Regions from separate parts of the Sus scrofa genome. Here region 2 is linked to region 1. Evidence: chromatin contacts called from public Hi-C data. All regions are on one chromosome and are shown on one strand. The core of a region is the stretch at or near the end of the contact, and the rest is flanking DNA. Distances in the headings are between cores, read along the strand shown. Region 1 holds the start of RWDD3 (RWD domain-containing protein 3). Region 2 holds the start of ALG14 (UDP-N-acetylglucosamine transferase subunit ALG14 homolog).

Evidence for each region. A called contact is a pair of places that touch in the nucleus more often than the background predicts.
Region 2: a contact with region 1 is called in a Hi-C map of skeletal muscle, with 6 times the contacts expected there. The contact joins the promoter of ALG14 here to the promoter of RWDD3 in region 1. A contact is called at or near these places in 1 of 5 promoter capture datasets (liver), 11 of 47 Hi-C or Micro-C datasets (embryonic fibroblasts, fetal heart ventricle, heart right ventricle and 4 more) and 2 of 2 datasets of contacts at active chromatin or transcription factors (alveolar macrophages and skeletal muscle).

What each region holds. Positions count from the first base shown.
Region 1 is chr4:122,199,953-122,205,789 of Sscrofa11.1, forward strand. RWDD3 (RWD domain-containing protein 3) reads right to left here and starts at 3,194. Exons shown (of 4, transcript XM_013988180.2): 1 at 3,064-3,194. The coding sequence starts at 3,148.
Region 2 is chr4:122,339,792-122,345,628 of Sscrofa11.1, forward strand. ALG14 (UDP-N-acetylglucosamine transferase subunit ALG14 homolog) reads left to right here and starts at 3,575. Exons shown (of 6, transcript XR_001303466.2): 1 at 3,575-3,799. It overlaps TMEM56 (transmembrane protein 56), which reads right to left and starts at 1,396. Exons shown (of 11, transcript XM_021090165.1): 1 at 1,171-1,396.

The DNA.
Region 1 (5,837 bases), core at 1,944-4,443:
ACAGAACACAAAAATGTACACTGAAGCTACTGTGCGAACATGGTACATGATACTGAGTCTTATAAACCTCCCATTTTACAACTTTTTGACCTATGATTTCCAGAAACACAACTCCTCATATAATGAGCACCAACTATGGCAACAGAATCTCTGTGACCGTCAATGCCCTCTTCAGGAAAATGAAGATTTGTAACAATGCCCACCTCATCTACCTCAGGCACATGCACACAGGCTTGCACACACACTCCCCTTCAGAGGTATCCTGAACGTGAGCTGGGTCACACCCATTTCTTCCCACACTCTTGTTGCTCTCTCGTTGGACAAGTGCTGTCCCTGCCTTGATGCCCAGCCCCATCTCTGTTAAGGAGCATGATGCCCTGCCAGGGTCCCTCCATATGTTCTGGAGCCTGAAGCCTAGTAGCTACTCACCCAGCCTGAGCAGCTGATATCCTCTGTTAGTTAAAAATTCTCATCAGCTAAGACGCATTCCAAGTACCAGGAACAGGGTAGGTGACCCCATTAAACCTGGCACCTTGCCTGTCTGCACTGCACAGGAAGACAAAGAATACCCGGGATCTGGTCTACCTACAGCCCTCTCTAGTAGGCAGGAGTGGGAACGTACATAATTTGCACCCATAAGAGATAGTTACGCTTGATGCCCCTTACCATGAGCTTACTATAACCATCCCGAAGAGGCCACCATGTATGCAAGTCCCCTGAAAGACTCTGCATAAATCAGTCCAGCTACAAGAATCCAACTATTCAGACTTTTCAATCTCACAGCCTTCATAGTTGACCCTGGGGTTGACCCTGAGCCTTCCTGGGCTATCTCGTACCCCAAGTGCAGCCCTACCCAAGGTTAACCTGATTCCAGTGGCAAAAGGAGATGCTTGTTGAAGGGTGTTCAGAGTGTTCTGGTGTTAGGCTTATATCTTCCAATCCAAGCTGACAGTGATCATGAGAGTGGTAGCCAGCAGCCCACTCTATGTTTACTGGGGTCTATTAAAGGAGTCCTTATCTTACCCTTAAGCCCCAATTGTGAACATCAAACACCCCTATTTCAATCACTGAATTGTTCTATCCTCCAATGAACCTTTCAGCAACAAAATGCCCCAAGTTGTTACACTGAATTCCTTTATAATTCAATTACTTATTGATGCCAGAACACTGAATTAAATTAATTAAGAGGCATGGCTTGAAAGTCATGCTCAATTTAACAGCAGATAAAGGGTCCACAGTGTTCTTCATATTAAAAAAAACTGCTCTCCTTTCTACGTTCATTTTTTTGGCTTTTCTCTGACCTGTCAGCAGCTCAACCATGCACTCATGACCAGGCCACTACCACGCCATCCTTTCAGGTCTAATGGGAAGTCACAGGCTCACTTTTCCAGCACAGGTTCCCTCCCAGCTGAGCCAGATAAAGGAATTTAAGAAAACTGATGATCACTTCAACTGGCCTGCCTCTGGCAGAAGTAATTATCAATAAAGACAGCAGTAGAGACGGTAAATAAGATGATGAAGAATTATATATGCTATCCAGTCAGAAGAGGGGTGACAAGAAAATATTAAGATGAGTAAATCCTTTCATATGGATTTTAAACAACAATTTCTGGAAGCTATACAGCAGCCTAGGCACTAAAAAGCAAGCAGCTTCATTGGGGTTCCTGTTGTGTCTTAGCAGGTTAGGAACCTGACTAGTATCCATGAGGATGCGGGTTTGATCCCTGGCCTGGATCAATGGGTTAAGGATCCAGCGTTGTAGTGAGCTGTGGTGTAGGTCGAAGATGAGGCTCATCTAGCATTGCTGTGGCTGCAGCTTCGATATACGACCCTTAGCCTGGGAACTTCCATATGCCACAGGTGCAGCCCTTAAAAAGCAAAAAAAAAAAAAAAAGATAGAAAGAAGCTACATTACACCAATTGGTTCACAGTGCTCAGAACATAAGAGTGCTCAGTGACCGTTGTAAATGGGTGATCAAGAGAGAATAAATTAAAAGGAGCCAACTCCTGCTCTATGTGTGAATAACACACCACATGGACACCAGGAACAGATCCTAACCCTCGAAGGCTTTCTCACAACACCGGCACATTTTAGGCTACCTTCCTAAAGGTCAACCAATTTATGATCAGAAAGACAATTGTAATAGTAGCTGAAACAACAGAAGTTTAAATCCCATGCCAAAAACTTTACATAATGTATCTGAAGACTAAATGAAAACTGAAAATCTTCTGCATCCCTGCACTTTTTCATAAACTGCAGTTTGGGTTTTAACTTAATAGCAGCCACAGGGCGTAACTCTTAACTGTCATCAAAACATAGCCTGAAGAACCTTTCTAGACCGTAAGCTCCTTGAGGACACGGGCAGTGTCTCTGAAACCTTGTCAACGTCTCAGTAAATGTGAGTCAAATGATTAATACGCCCCCAAAAGCTTGCAACTGGCAACCACCTTTCCGCGGACTAGAAACAGCTTGAGAAAAGCAGTCAACCTGGAAACGTGACTGAGAAAAGAGTCTGACTGAGCACTGGTCGAACTCAAAAAGTCATTCAACAAACATTTACTGAACACCTACCATGTGCCTGGCACTGTCCTAGGTGCAAAAGAGACTGGGTCTCTGCCCTCTCGCCACTTGAGACAACCAAAAGCCCATCTAGTTAAAACTGTGGTGGCTGCTCTGAAGAGCACAATGCATAGTGCTTACAAAGGACATAATGTAACCTCGGGAAGCTGGATTTAAACTACGGGTGTCAGGAGAGGCCACATTTTAAGGTGAGATCTGCAGAATAGGTACAGGATAGGCAGGAAAAGGATGAGGGAGCGCTTTCCAGCTGGCTGGTAGGGAGAAGCGCTCAGTGAGTTGGAAAGGGGGGCACACAGGCGAGTTGCGGGCGGGGGGAGGGGGATAGGCATCGGGGCGACGAGTGGGTCAAAGGGCGCGGGAGGCAGGGACCCCTCACTCCGTCTTCAACTACCCGGGTCCCCGAGTGTGTGCCCAGAGCAGGGAACCCCGCCTCGGTGGTAGGAGGAGAGGGCGCCCGGTCCCTCTGGCGCGGGGATAGTCACCTGAGCGACTCAGTACTTCCCACTCGCCCGGCCCGCAGAAGATCGCGGCCAGAGCCGAGAGCTCCTCCCGCACACGCTCCGCCATGGCCGCGTCGCGCCTGCGCCACGTCGCCGCCTCAGCTCCTCCCCTTCCGCCGCAGGCCCCGCCCCCGCCCGCCGAGCACCGCGTCAGGTGGCCACCGGGGGGCGCCCCGCGTCTCCGCAGCGCGCGATGGGCGGGAGGCCGGCAGAAGTCCCGCCCACAAGCTCCTGCTCCCAGTTCCCTACCCGAGGGTCACGCCCTGTGGGGGGCTCTTCTCCGAGGGTGAAGGCTGGGGTCCAGGAAGGCTGGGGTCCCCGGCAGGGTGACGGCCAAAGGCTCGCCCGTTGCTTTCCTTACAGCAGGAGGCCTCCCAGTCAAGCCCGAAATTCTCTCTTTAGCCCAGGCCTTGAACCCTGGCCATTCCCGCCCAGACTTGGCCTTGAAAGGAACTTAGGGTCAGGAAGAAAAACAAGCAGCGAAGTGACGAGAAGAGGTTAGCCCTTGTCTGGCTCAGAATTGAACTCGGTGTTGGGATACTGCAGTTAACAAAACATTTTTTTCGCCCTCGTGGAAAGTGGGATGAGGACACCTGGACCCAGGACACCTGGAAACCGTCCTGGACATAAGAACCTCCAGATGCTGAGCTGTAACTGGCTGTGGACCAGGACGGGACTCTTGGGACTTCTTTCTCTTAAGGGATGCAAGGGGGAGGGTTGGACCTGCCAAGCCCTGGCCTTCTAAGGATGTTACTTGGGTGAGGGGTGGGGGGCAGAACCTTGCCAGGAGCTATGCGCCCAGGTTCAGGGAGCAACATCATAACATTCCATTTGTCTCCTGCCTCCGCAGGGGACAGCCCTGCTGAAATCGCCAGTGGGACCCCTGGGCTTTTATGGTTACAATCAAGTATGTAATGTAACAAACGTCAGTTTTTCGGTATTAGTTTATGATATTCCATGCATACAAAACAGTGTGATTCTTGAAGCTTAGTAATGAAATGCCCATCCTTGAACTCAGATCTTGAATTTAAGAGTTTGAGCAACACTAATGGGGTAACAATTATCAGTGCATTCTGGTTCATCTTTGATTTCATGAACAAGATTACAGTGATTCTATGTATTAGTTCTGTCTGTCAGCATGTTTGGTTTGTCCTTTTGTTTTTCAAGTAACAATTGAAAATTTTGCACAAGTAGCTGGTCTCTTGCATGAAGGTCCCACAGTTTTTGTTTATATCAAAAATAACATTTGGGGAGATAAATCCGGGACATTGGATGGCTACCTGGGACTCCTGTGATTGACCTACAGGAGTCAGAACAAATGGGGCTGATTTTAAAACTGAATTCATATTACCGTTGCCAAAACTCAGCCTCTATCCACCAGTGCCAAATTGAAACGTGGAGACCAAGTTTTGGGTGAAGGAGAAAAAAGTAGCCTTTATTGTTTTGCCTGGCAAAGGAGGTCACAGCAGGCTGATGCCGTAAAGACTGTGCTCTCCCTTGGGGAAGACTTGCAGGGAGTTTCATAGACTAAAAGGAGAAAAAGAGGGTTTCAGAGAGGAACCAGGATTGGGAGAGACCTGCATTCTTCTTTCTTTGGGGGAGTCTTAGTCATCAAAGCTGGCATCAGGAGATCTGGGCATGACCCTGGTAGAGGTCTTCTGGGTTACTGCCCAGAATAGTCGTACTTGGAAAGCGCTAATTGATCAGAGATTAGAACAAACTAGGAAAGTTCCTGAAAAACACCACGTGCTACTACTAATCTTTAACCCACAGGCAATTGTACTAATCTTTCACTCACAGGTAACTGTTTAGGATGTAATCCAACTAGGGAGAAGCACAAGGAAGGGCTCCAAGCTGCTCAGTTTTGAAGCATTCATTTCTAAAAGAAGCGTAAGGAATATACCTTTTCTCTTAAGTGTATACGATGCCTGTATTATTACGTGGGAACCAGGATCCTGCCCCAAGGCTGTACTATTGTTGCTCGACCGTTCCCCCCTTGTCTTTGCATCCCCTCCCTTCCCTGATCAGCATCTGTCTGAACCTGCCCCTTGGAACTCAGGGAGGTCCCTGAGGCTGAGTGAGGCCCATTTCTTCAAGAAGTGGGCAGCACAGAAAGGCTTTTGTGCCCAGGAGCCCCTCAGGGCCAAGCGTGGCCACAATACTATCATTAACATCATTCCCATTGTTGCTAAAAAAAAAAAAGGATTTTCAAAAGGAAAAGATACTGGCTACCAAGAACAGAAAGGAAATCTCACAAGATAAACTGCAGGAGAAATGCTTTTCAGAGGATGCCATGGGGTTTCAGTGACCCCAAGTAATTAAGAGCATTGCTGTGTACATAACTGGAAGGACAAAAGTTTATTTCAATGCATAATTATCTCTGATGTGGCCAATGTGTTTAACAGTAATAATAACAATCACTCCTTTGAGTGATTTCCAAAATAGCAGCAGTTCACTCTGTTCATAACTAGCTGCTAAAGAGTATGGTGGACGAAAGCATACGTTTTTAATGTAAAGTATCATTAAATTCTCTTTGAGTTAAGCTTGAAGTCCAAAGGTAGTATGAAAAGTGGTAGGAAAATATTAATTTAGGTGTTTAACTTATTAAAGATAATGTGCAAAAAAATTGAATGGTCCATATCTTATTGTTCATTTCCCCAATTCAGTACGAGTGATAGGAGTGAAGAAATAGGAACAGTAAGACTACAGCTGTCAGAAATATGGGATGTCAGCAAGGTGTCCATGAAATTGATGTA
Region 2 (5,837 bases), core at 2,325-4,824, 140 kb after region 1:
GCCTTCCACAACCATCACTCCATGCAAATGCTGCTCTTGTTTAGAGTCCCAGGGACTGATTTGTTCCCAGGCCACCTGATGCCCCCTATCAGAAGCAGGTGACAGAGCTAACTGCATTCCTGGTCCCGAATCATTTTCCTCCCTTGGTGTTTGTGGACTCCCCTCTTTCCTGATTTCCCTCCGATCACCCCGGCTTTTCCTTCTCCATCTTCTGTGCCAACCCGGTCTCTTTACCAGACCGCTGCATGTTAATGACACCAGACTTCTCTATCCTGAGCTGTCTAATACAGTAGCCACTTGTCGATGTAGCTATTTAAATTTAAAATAATTTAAATGAAATAAAGTTAAAATTTAGTTCCTCAATCACACCAGCCACATTTCAAGGGCTCCATGGGCACATGTGCCTGGTGGGTAACATGGACATAAAATATTTCCATCATTGCAGAAAGTTCTCTTGGACAGGATGGACCTAAACTCCCTCCCTAGGTGATCTCACCCAGTCCCATGGCTTTAAATTCCATCTATAGGCTGAACTCTAAATTTATCCTCTAGCTCTGACCTAAGCTGCAGATTTGTACATAAACTGCCAATTTGACATAATCACTTGGAAGCTGAACAGGCTCTTCCAACTAACATCCAAAACAGAAAACCTCATTTTCATCCTCTTTCTCCAATCACAAAAGTTTGTCTCTCTTCCTGTCTGTTGTTAGCAAAGGGCACCATCCAATCAGTTTTGAAGCCAAAAATCAAAGGGACACCTTGATTCCCAATATTTAATCCATCAACAAGTCTTACTGACTCTATCCATCAACTGTATCTCAAATCTTCCTTCTTCTACCTCTCACTGTCACCTTCCTAGTCTAAGGTCCTTGTCCGGACTTCTATCCTACTCCTATGAGATCCCTTGTGCCTAAATCTAGCACATAGCTGGTGCTCATTAAGCATGTTAAATAAATTAACAAGTACAGTTCTACTCACTAGTGCAAAATAATCTTAATTTTTAAAATATTCATGAATAAGAGATCGTTGTCACAGAAACTTTCAAAAACAGATTTTAAAAGATAATAAAAATCACATCCCAAGAAGACTTTACGATTGGTTATGGCTCAATATTATTATTCAGCTAATCAATCAATACATTTTTATGCTTTTCGCAGCACTACAATTTACCTCGGCACACCTGTTATCTGCATCGGCAGGGCAACTTACTGCCCCAAGGGAGATTTGAGTTGTTGCTTCCTCCCGCTAGGCCCAGCCTTTTCTGCTTAATCCAGCACAGCTTCTTGACCTCTTGATTATCGAAGCTCCATGCCCCTGTCATAGCCCAGGACTCAGCTCACCTGGCAGACATGTACTTTGTTCAGGAGTTTGCAACTTTCTTCCTGTCTCTGCCTGCCACCCAGCTCCTCCCTGCAGGGCTCGACTTCCTTGTCAGGAACACTGAAGAGTGTGACCCTAGCCTTAACTCAAAATAACACAACCAGCAACTCCAAACAAGGTCTGCTGCTCCACCCTCTGATTCTCCAAATGACTGGCAGCCCCTAAATGCTCCATCACCCTCATTCATTCCAGCCCCACGCCAAGTATGGGCAAACTGATTTTTCATACACGTGTGGGTTATGATAGTAGGGAGGGGATAAGTATTGGAGGGGGGGGTGTCTTCTGGGGCCTGGACATTATTAATACACCCAAGAGCTCCCTTGCCTGTGACTGTTTACAACACCGTCTCACATTATCTTCGCAGCCAGCCAAACACTTTTATGCTGATCCTACAATCATCTCAGGGCTCCACCCTCCTCTAACTTCCTCCTTTCCAAGACAAGGCCCATTGGTTCAGTACCCACCCTCCAGCAAAGAGCCAGATACCACAGGTGCGTCGTGTGTGTCATCTCCACCCTACCCCAGCCAGCTTTGTGGTCTCCTTCCTTGTACGTGTGTGTGAGCAAGTGATAGCGATGTGGCCAGAAGGAGTAAAAGTCTGCTGTGAGAGGTTCTGGAAAGGGTTCCTCACCCTTAAAAAAAACAACAAAAAAAAAACCCCCCAATGACAAGATACCCTCTTGAACTCTGGAGACTACTCTGCCTAGATGTAATTTCTAACACCACCAATGTCTTCCTTTAACTAGGAGGGGAGAGAGTCCCAGGTGTATGTCATTGCTAGGAATGGCAGAGGGACTGATGAAAGAAAACTACATCCTTTGTAAGGTTCTTAAGCTGTTTTTCATACTGTGGCAGAGGCCCTACCTCTGGACTTCCAACTATGAGTTTGTTTGATTCCATCAAACTTTGAGAGGCATTGGCTTCTAAGCCCACAATTAAAAGCTACGTAATTGTAGGCAAATCATTGAACTTTTAAAGAATTCTTTATAAAGAGGGGAGTAGTATTCACCTTGGGGCCTTATTATTAGGATGGATGGTTAGGAAGATTTGATGGAAGACTGAATATAAGAAGTGCTGTGAGGACCCTTAGTCAGAAAATGACCCTACAAAGTCCCTGACAGTTTCCCAACATTGCCTGCTGGTAGAAATTAACACATTGGTTAGAGGAGCTGATCCCAGGTCTCTCACCTGGACATTCTGATTCAGTGGCTCCATTGAAGACAACACAACACAAAACACCCCACATTCTAGGCTCTAAACTGAGATAACCAAGCAATTGAATTGATCAAAGGAATACACAATGTAACACTCTCATGCAGCAGGAGTTAGGATTTCTAGTTTCTAAACCTAGATCTGCCACTATTTCACTTGGGCAAGCTGTTTCACCATTCTGGACTGGTTGACTCATCTGTGTACTTGTCCTCTCTAACTTGCAGGTCTAGAGGGGACTGAAAGCAAATTACACTTGGGATGAAGGGGCTTCTCTAATCTCAGTAGTCTTATATTTCTGCAATGTGGATTGAGTAAACATAAAAACGAGCAGAACTGGGATTGGGGGAAGCATTTCCTTTGTGATAAAGTCAACTGGATAAATATGAGATGACACCTTCTCTATCTCACTTCTTTGAGCCACTGGGCTTCCCTTCCCCTTCGGATCCTGGCATAATTTGAGGTGATCACTCTCAGCTAGCCTGTTCTGATCTGCGAAAACACCTAGAAAAGTTAAAAACATGAGTGTTGGGAAAACATCCAGTTTGGATGAGGACCCTAATTTCGGTTTTTTGTACCAAGGCACCTTTTACTGGCAAACATTTTCAGTAACGTCTGCAAGTGCAATGGAAACATTTCCCTTGGCATTCAAAATAGATATGTATGCCACTGATCCCAGGTGAAATTATATATATATATATTTAAAATACATATATGCCATTGACCTCTGGTGAAATTCACAAAGTTGGCGGAGCTGGAACACCTGCTAACTTGGGAACTCCGGGCCTTTAGGGCGCACAGGTGACCTCCTCACTGGCGGAAATCCAGTTTCTCCAGCGCTTTAACTCCAGCACCCGCGCGGGGAGCAGGTGCGCCGAGTGCCGCAGGACCGCGGGCGGAACCTTCCCGTGCGGGCTTCCGCATCTGGCCCTAAACTCCTCCCACCGCAAGCAAGCCCCGCCCACCAGGACGCGCACGCTCCGAGTTTGAGTCTCCGCAGCGCCCGTAGATCGAACTTTGACCGCTCCTGGGCGGCCGGCGCCTGCGGGTAGCACGCATGCGTCTTCTGTTTGAATGGGTGGCGCCCTTATCCTCGCCGCGGCGGGGGCAGCCCTGGCCGTGCTGCTGGCAGTGCGGCTGTGGGTAGTCCTGCGTCCCCGCGCCGCTGTGCCTCGGCGGTCTCTCAGCCTCTTGGTGGTCGCTGGGTCTGGTGAGTATCCGCGCGGCGACTGGAGGGCTCGAGTTTGGCACTACAAACCCCAGAATGCCCCGCGGCGCTCTTCGCCGGGCCCCTAGCACTTTGTGCAGCATTGCATGCTGAGATTTGTAGTTTTTCTGCGTGCACGGGGCGGGTCTGCCCAGCCTGGGCAAAATGCTGGTCTGCCAACGCGGCCCAGGCCGCGTCTTTAATGACAAATGAGTAATTTACACTTGCCTGTAATTAAGCTTCTCTGTAGCGTATATTTTTCTAACAAACTAGTGAACACAGGGGACGCAAAAGCTTGCTGATGCTAACATGCAATTTCCTTGAATAAAAATTGCTGTTTTGCATTATTAATCCAGGCATTTAGGATTTAGTTGAGGAGTCACAAATACTACATGATAGAAGAGACAAAGCAAATGGCCACATTTATAAATGTACATATACACAATCCGCGAGGATTAAAAACAATTAACTGCTAACAGGAGAACAACACTCACGTAGGCTCTTGTGTCAGAGAATGAACAACAAACCTGTGGAATCGGGTAATAGAATCCAAAAGGAGTGCGCTCCCTCTGTAGGGGCTTACACCTTTAATGGACAGCTCTGACCGAGCCGTTCCTGCTCATACGGAGTACATTTCGAAATGCCAGGCGATTGCATCCAGATAGAATAATTTTGAGGAGCAAATGTTCTAAACCTATGTTCAAGTATAATGAATGCCTTCATTCACTTAATAAGCCATGGGAGAGGCCAGGCACTAAGCTAAGCCCTGGACGTAATAAAACCGACCAACGCTACTTGCCATTGCGTGTTGAATTGGCCCAAGCAGTGTGAAAGGTACACAGTGAATGCAGTGGATAGTATAGAAAAGCTAACAGAAAACAAAAAACCAGATGGATACTTGCCACAATGAGATAAGTGCTTTAACCTGGGAAGAGCAAACGGCCATGGATGTTCAGGCTGGACCCCACTTTATCTGAACGCAAGTGGGAAGCTTCCAGGAAGAAGTGATGCCTAAACAGAGACTTGAAAGATGACTAAGAATATGCCAGACAGGGAGGAGCTGAGGCTTTGAGGGCTGGGAGGGTGTGGAAGGAACGGCCAGAGGTAGGACAGCACTCTTTCACTGAGTTTGATGGGGGGGCCGTAAGCCCAGTGCAGGTCCTGAAATGTGTTTTAAACCTGCTCTGTGAAGCTATTGGCACTACTCTGCTGATTCCTACCATGCAGGGGGTAGGACCACATGCCCCTCAATTGACATCATGTTGGTTGAATCACATTTCTGCTGCTTAACTAATTTGGTGATCTTGGGCAAATTAGTTAACCTCGTTGAGCCTCGTTCTGGTTCCACCTGGAAAAATGCGGGCTGGGACAAGGTGAGGAGAGACTAGGTATGGTAGTATTTAAAGTGGCTGGAGTTCTTGTTGTTTCTCAGTGGGTTATGAACCTGACATGGTCTCTGTGAGGATATGGGTTCGATCCCTGGCCTCACTCAGTGGGTTAAGGATCTGGTGTTACCACAGGATGCTGCCAGGTCACAGATGTGGCTCAGATCTGGTGTTGCTGTGGTGTAGGCCAGCAGCTGTAGCTCTGATTTGACCCCTGCCCAGGAGCTTCCATATGCCACAAGTGCAGCTGTAAAAAGGGAAAAAAAGTAAAAATAAAGCGGGTTTTTTTTTTTGGTTTGGTTTTTCTTTTTTGGCTGTACCCACAGCATATAGAAGTTCCCAGGCCAGGGATTGATTCCCAGCCACAGCTGCAGGCTATGCCACAGCTGTGGTAATGTCAGGTCCTTAACCCACCATGCCAACCAGGGGGGAAGCAGATTGCTTGGTATATGGTTAAAGCGTTTAATAAATGGTGACCACTGATAGTCCTGGTAGCAAAGGAATCTTTTAAAGTATTTTTAAGTGGAAAGTGACCCAGTTCCATCTGAGCTTTCACAAAGATCATTCAGCCTGCATTGCCAAGAGAATGTCTTGACAGAGACTGAGGTAGCGAGACAAGTGGGAGCCTTTTGACTAATTCACATGACAGATGATGA